2 separate regions of the Callithrix jacchus genome follow, and region 2 is linked to region 1. Evidence: chromatin contacts called from public Hi-C data. All regions are on one chromosome and are shown on one strand. The core of a region is the stretch at or near the end of the contact, and the rest is flanking DNA. Distances in the headings are between cores, read along the strand shown.

What was found. Hi-C and Micro-C count contacts between places; a contact is called where the count stands out from the background.
Region 2: a contact with region 1 is called in a Hi-C map of induced pluripotent stem cells, with 2.7 times the contacts expected there. The contact joins two enhancer-like sites. A contact is called at or near these places in 3 of 3 Hi-C or Micro-C datasets (induced pluripotent stem cells and skeletal muscle).

What each region holds. Positions count from the first base shown.
Region 1 is chr10:23,275,952-23,279,215 of calJac240_pri, forward strand. It overlaps SCN3B (sodium voltage-gated channel beta subunit 3), which reads right to left. Exons shown (of 7, transcript XM_009007020.5): 3 at 1,487-1,650. Among named protein-coding and RNA genes, the nearest start is that of SCN3B, 16 kb to the right of the region's middle. Within about 2 kb of position 1,675, at least 2 of the 16 cell types and tissues checked have an H3K27ac peak or open chromatin away from gene starts, as enhancers often do.
Region 2 is chr10:23,334,677-23,337,999 of calJac240_pri, forward strand. No RefSeq gene overlaps it. Among named protein-coding and RNA genes, the nearest start is that of ZNF202, 38 kb to the right of the region's middle. Within about 2 kb of position 1,840, at least 3 of the 16 cell types and tissues checked have an H3K27ac peak or open chromatin away from gene starts, as enhancers often do.

The sequences.
Region 1 (3,264 bases), core at 425-2,924:
TAGCAAGAAAGAAGAGCAAGCTAAACCCAGTTTCACCCTTCCGTTGTCTCCATTACAAATCTTTGTAGAAGAGAATCTTGCCCCGAGGAAGGCAAAGCAGTACCATAAAAAGGGCCTTGTATCTGCTGTGAGACCACCTGGCTCTAGTCTAAGCTGTCTTATTAACTTCTCTGAGCCTCAGTTCCCTCATTTCTGTGTCTATATCTTTTCTCTAGCAAATACTTAACATAGCGCTTACTATATTCCAGGAACTATTTTTAATGCATTAAAAATTATAGCTCATGAGTCCTGGTAACAGCACTATAATTTGGCTATGCTTTATATCCCCACTTTAAAAATGAGGAAACTGAGGCACAGAAAGGTTGACCAACATGTCCGAGGACACAGAGGTAGTAAGTGTGAAGTCAAGAGTCAAACCCAGGCAACCTGGCTCCAGAGTCAGTGAAGGAGTAAATAATGCTCATCTCCAAGGTAGTATTCAAAATGTATGACAACCGACCTGGTGCGGTGGCTCACGCCTGTATCCCAGCACTTTGGGAGGCTGAGCTGTGTGGCTGACCTGAGGTCAGGAGTTCAAGACCAGCCTGGCCAACATGGCAAAACCCTGTCTCTACTAAAAATACAAAAATTAGCTGGGTATGGTGGCTCATGCCTGTAGTTCCAGCTACAGAGGAAGCTGAGGTGGGAGAGTTGCTTGAACCTGGGAGGCGGAGGTTGCAGTGAGCTAGATTGTACCACTGCACACCAGCTGGGTGACAGAGGGAGACTCTGTCTCAAATGAGAAAGAGAGAAAAAAATGTGACAACCACTTTGCCACTGGCACCAACCAAGCAGAACTGACATTGGTTATGGTGCGGGAATAGAATCCAGAAGACTCCTTGCTCTGCCAGGAGTGAATCTCTTGGTTTCCAAATCACAGAGAGGTCTGGGGGTTCAGCCACTTAGGAGACTGGGCACATCAAGTATCCATGGGAGAACTGTCTAAAATAGTTTACTGGCTGATGTTGCTATACTGGGTGTCCCAGGTGAATATCACCCTTGGATCACTCTTGGTCATTCCTATTTCACTGGGATTGTGGGAGTTAAAGGAGCCAACCTTTGTTATTTCACATAATGATGCTTTGTGTTATTCCAGTTTCTTTATTAATTTAAACCATATAATAGGATTGCGCAGAAGGTTACATGAAAACAGCTGCAAAATGCCTGGTAGGGCTCATGTCACATAGTAGGCTTTAAATATAGCTTATTATCTCTTTTCTCTGCTTTCCCCGGCCTATCACCAACGGTGCTTACTGCTGGCCCAGTGCCCTTTCTTTCACAGAAGCTGGGCGAAACTAAGGCTGTCAGTTATCTGCCGAGGAGCTGTCAGTGTTCGAAAGAGAAAGAGCCAGTGTTTGCTAGCTTGGCATCCCCCAGGCTGTCAGGAGCCAGGCTCAGAACAGCAGAGGCCAGCAGAAGAAAGGCCAGAGTCAGCAGTCTAACATACAAGGAAATCTTTACCGCCCTCGGGCCTGTAGAACCATTCCACCACCGTGGTGGCCTCCACCTCCTCTCTCTTCATGCAGGAGATGCAGCGCAGCTTCATGGGGTTGCCCTGCACGGCCTCCGTCTCCGAGGGCACTTCCACACACACAGGGAAGCAGACACTGACTGCAGAGAGGACAGACAGGGAAGGAACAGCAGGTGTGTGGCGGGGGAGGGGGGCACAGGAGAGAGGCAATGGAGAGCAAGGAGGGAGGGAGGAGAGACGGAGAAGGAAGAGTCAGGAGATGAACTTGATAAAAGCCATGTGCAAGTGTCTACACCCTCACCTGGGCTCCCTGAGTGTACAGGCTCAGAACATGTACACAGTTAGAGGGAGGAGACCTAGATGATCCAGACATGGACTGAAATTCTTCCCTTTGAAGCAGTGGAGATGCACCACAGTATATTATACTTGAGCCCTGCCCTCTAAGTCTTACAGCCCAAGTGGGAGACAGGGCACGTGCCTATCTAGCGACCATCCATCCCCTTCATTCCACTACCATTCATTAAAATCCACTCTCTGCCAGGTCTGATGCTAGAATAGAAATGCAAAAATGAACAAAACACTAACCATGTCCTAAATGCATTTATAATCTAATAGGGAACACATATTCCTAACTGTGATTAAACCAGACCACAGCAAGTAACACACTCGTGATGTGTTCTGTTCCTAGAAGACAGGCAGTTACTTACTCCCAGTTGGCCTAGGGAGAAAGAAAGAGGAGGATGGTGAAACGTGAGGCTAGAAGGGTAGGCAGGACCCATGCTGGGAAGACCTCTGTGTGTCCCTTCCGGTGTGAAGTATCAAATGTTTTAAAGCCATGGAGAGATGTAGTTATGTCGTGTTGCATGAAAACTGTAGGTAATTCTGACACACGGTGGAGACTGGAGCAGCAGTGAGGAAAATGGAGAGCGGACCATCAAGCTGGAGCAATGCTCTATGCAGAGGAGTATAGTGAGGCAAGGGAAAAACTGGAGGGGGGTCAGACTGTGGGACAGCTTGCATGCCACACGGAAGTCTGGACTGAGTTTCTGCCCTCTAGAAACTTGAAATCTATTTTTTAAAAAGAGGCAAGTATATCAGCTTGGTAATTTAGAATAACTCGAGTAGAGCATGGCTGCCAGCAAAACATGTGCAAATGTGGGCGGCATTAACAGATGTACAGTGTGCAGGAGAAAGGAGGCGTAGCTCCTCGGCACTGCTTTTGGAACAAATCTGGACTATTATGATCAGTTCAGGATGTCACATTTTAAAAAAGGAAGTTGTTCAAAGAGTGCAAGCCCAGAGGTAAGGGAGATGGTGAAAGGTCTGGAGATAAAGTCTGGGGAGGAACAAATGTGAGGACTTGAGTTACCTACCTGGACAAAGAACATATCTGTCTTCAAATATTTGAAGGCTGGCAGATGGAAGAGAAATTTGATTCTGCCCAACCCCAAAAGTTATAAGAAAAAAAAGAAGTTTAATGCAATATAAAAAGAATTTTCTGATTTTGGAGCTGTTCACAAATGCAAATAACTTTATGGTAAGAGAGTGTGCACAGCATTGTTTGTATGGTAAGAGAGTGTGTGCAGCATTGTTTGTATGGTAAGAGAGTGTGCGCAGCATTGTTTGTATGGTAAGACAGTGTGCGCAGCAATGTTTGTATGGTAAGAGAGTGTGCGCAGCATTGTTTGTATGGTAAGAGAGTGTGCGCAGCATTGTTTGCATGGTAAGAGAGTGTGCGCAGCATTGTTTGCATG
Region 2 (3,323 bases), core at 590-3,089, 59 kb after region 1:
TCCATGTGTATAGAATGTTTTTCTACCTGCATATGAAAAATTATTTCCTTGTACAGTGGTTTGTAGTTCTCCTTGAAGAGGTCCTTCACTTCCCTTGTTAGCTGTGTTCCTAGGTATTTTATTCTCTTTGTGGCAATTGTGAACGGGAATTCATTCATGATTTGGATTTCTGCTTGTCTGTTGCTGGTGTATAGGAATGCTTGTGATTTCTGCACATTGATTTTGTATCCTGAGACTTTGCTGAAGTTGCTTATCAGCTTAAGAAGCTTTTGAGCTGAGACAATGGGGTTTTCTAGATATAGGATCGTGTTATCTGCAAACAAAGACAATTTGAATTGTCTTCCTATGTGAATACACTTTATTTCTTTCTCTTGCCTGATTGCCCTGGCCAGAACTTCCAACACTATGTTGAATAAGAGTGGTGAGGGAGGGCATCCTTGTCTTGTTCCAATTTTCAAGGGGGAATGAGGGAGGCTAATTTTCTAATAATAAGATAATACTGAAGATTTGCTTTTTCCAGATATTTCTATGAATGCTTTACATGTATCAAGTCACAATCTCAGAAAAACCCTACGAAAGAATTCATATTATCATCCCCATTTTATAGATGAAGAGATTGAGGCACATGTCCTACAAAGACCTAAGAGGGGAAATGCATTACCTTGAATGCTTTTGTTGCCACCTGAGCACAGGGATCTCAGATTGACCTTACAGTTTCTCTGCATTTCACCTCCAGGCAATCTTTTACTTTACAACAGGCCAATGGGCCTCTTGACTGAGGTGTTCTGCTGAGAAGGGGCAGGGAGCAAGGAGTCTGGGGCTCATAGGCCATAATGGATGGAGAAAGAAAACAGAGAACCGGGGTTGGGGTCAGAGTCCTTGCAGGCCTCGTGAGGCTGTGGCTGGGCCTGAGCTCATCTGCTGTAAGAGCTGGTCCTGAACTGTGTGGTTCAGAGGCCTGGGCAGTGGAGGAGGCAGGAGGACTCACAAGTCAACCAGGCAGTTGAAAATCCCAAGGAGCAACAGTAAGGGCCAGAGGACAGAGGTCTGAGGTCTGGGCTCCAGCCCTGGCTTTGCCATTAACTAGCTGTATGATTCTGGGCAAATCAGTTCATCTTTTTAGGCCTGATTATGTTTTTTTTTTTTTCTTAGATAAAATGCAAGTTTCTTTTTGTTATTGTGGTAATTGTTTTTAATCTCCAAAGCGTTTTTGAACCACATCATTCTGTGGTTCTATGGCTTCACTGCCCTGCCAGGCACGTCTCAGAATGTTAGCAAGCATTACTGCTTCCCTCCCTGCCCTCCATTCTTATATGAAGCCCAACCAAAGATAACCATGCTGGTCCTGCGCTGGGCTAGAGCATTCTCTCCTCATAACATTCCTAAGAGGTAGACATTATTTTGATTTTATGGATAAGGACTCATTCAAGTACACACACCAGCAATCCACATTGGGAATTCTAATTGACACTTGCCTCTAAAATCCAGGTTGTTCATGAATATGCGACATGGCTTCTCTACTTTGTGTAGGTTTCTACTGGCCGCTGGGCAAATACTGCTATTCTCTGGGGCTAGTAGGGTGGTGGGAAAGAAGATGTCTGAAGTGGAAGGAAGGCACTGGGCTTGGGCTCATGCACCATGGAGGCCCTTGGAAGGGCTGTGAATGGCATTGGCCTTGTGGCTCCACTCTTTTCCAACTACTGCTCCAAGTAGGGCAACAAATGCAGGTTTTCCTTGCAGAGAATCCCAATAGGTCACACTGCTTTTGACGCATAGAGTTTTCATGTGCCAGCAGCTGCCATAACACAAACACAGTCCCTTACTAACTCTGTTCTCCTAGGTTGCTTTTCCTGCCACGTGGCCTCCCTGCCCACGTTCCTTGGGAGGTTGTCGGAAAGCTGAGATGGGGGCGGCTGCAGTTGTTGCCTCTGGCTGACATTCAGCTAAAGCAGGCAGGGGTGTTCAAGCTTGGAAGAATCACTGCTACAATGATTTGAGTTTGTGATGGGGAAGCAGAGGGCAGCCCCTTTTAACAGTTTTCCTTTTACATCCCAGCCATCCACCCCTTAGAAATCTTTCAATCATTCATTCATGTATTCATTCAGAAAATATTAGCATGTTCCTTTTCTGTGTCAGGCACTGTTCTAGGCATTAGAGATCCAGTGGCAAACAAAAGAGTCATGTTCCCTGCTCCTGGAAAATTAATGTTTTAATTGAAGGGTCAGGGGAGATTTGAAGTTAAGCAGTCAGACAAATAAATACATACTATAATGTGAGATAGTGCTGAGCGTCTCAAAGAAAATAATGATATGGAGCCAGAAAGTGACAGGAATGCTATTTTGAGCCGGGTGTCAGGAAAGGTCTCCCTGAGGAAATGAAAAACACTTGTATGTAGTCAAGGAGCAAGCTCTGGAAATCTCTGGGGGAGAGTGTCCCTGGAGAGGGAGGAGAGAGTGCTGGGTTCTGGGACAAGAACGTGCATGGCATGTCTGATGAGCAGTAGGAAGCCAGTGTACCTGGAGTACAAGGAGCAAGGCAGATGTAACATGGAGTTGTAGAGGCAACACAGACCATGTAGGGACTTGGGATTCTCTTTTTTTGAGATGGGATCTCACTGTCACCCAGGCTGAGTGCAGTGGCATGATTGTGGCTCATGGCCTTTCTCCCCAGACTCAAGCAAACCTCCCACCTCAGCCTCCCAAATAGCTGGGATCACAGCTGCACACCACTATCCCTGGCTAATTTTGTACTTTTTCTAGAGACTGGATCTCGCTATGTTTCCTGGGCTGGTCTTGAACTCCTGGATTCAAAGGATCCTCCTGCCTCAGCCTCCTAAAGTGCTAGGATTATAGGCATGAGCCACCATGCTTGGCTGGGATTTTATTTTAAATCTGATGTGAAACTGTTGGAACATTTTGAAAGGGGAAATGACACAATGAGATTTATGTTTAAAATGATCTCCATGGCCACACAGATTGTAAGGAGCTCAGGGAAGGAGCAGGGAGACCCAGGCCAAAAGTGAGGGTGGCTCAGGCTCGTGATGGGTCCAGGTGGAGAGAAGTAGCAGGATTCTGGATTTTTACAAAGACGGAACCATAACATTTGCTGATAGATTGGATGTAGAATGTGTGAGAAAAAGAGCAGTTAAGGATGACCCCCAGGTTTTTGGTTCTAGGGGTTGAAAACTGTAACAGGCTGAATAATGGCTACTCAAAGAGCTTCTGTCCTAACCCCTGGAACTTGTGACATTTAGAAAAAGAATTAATAGAGTTAATTTGACCTTACATGGTAACAAATGTCATTAAATATTTTGGGATTATTCC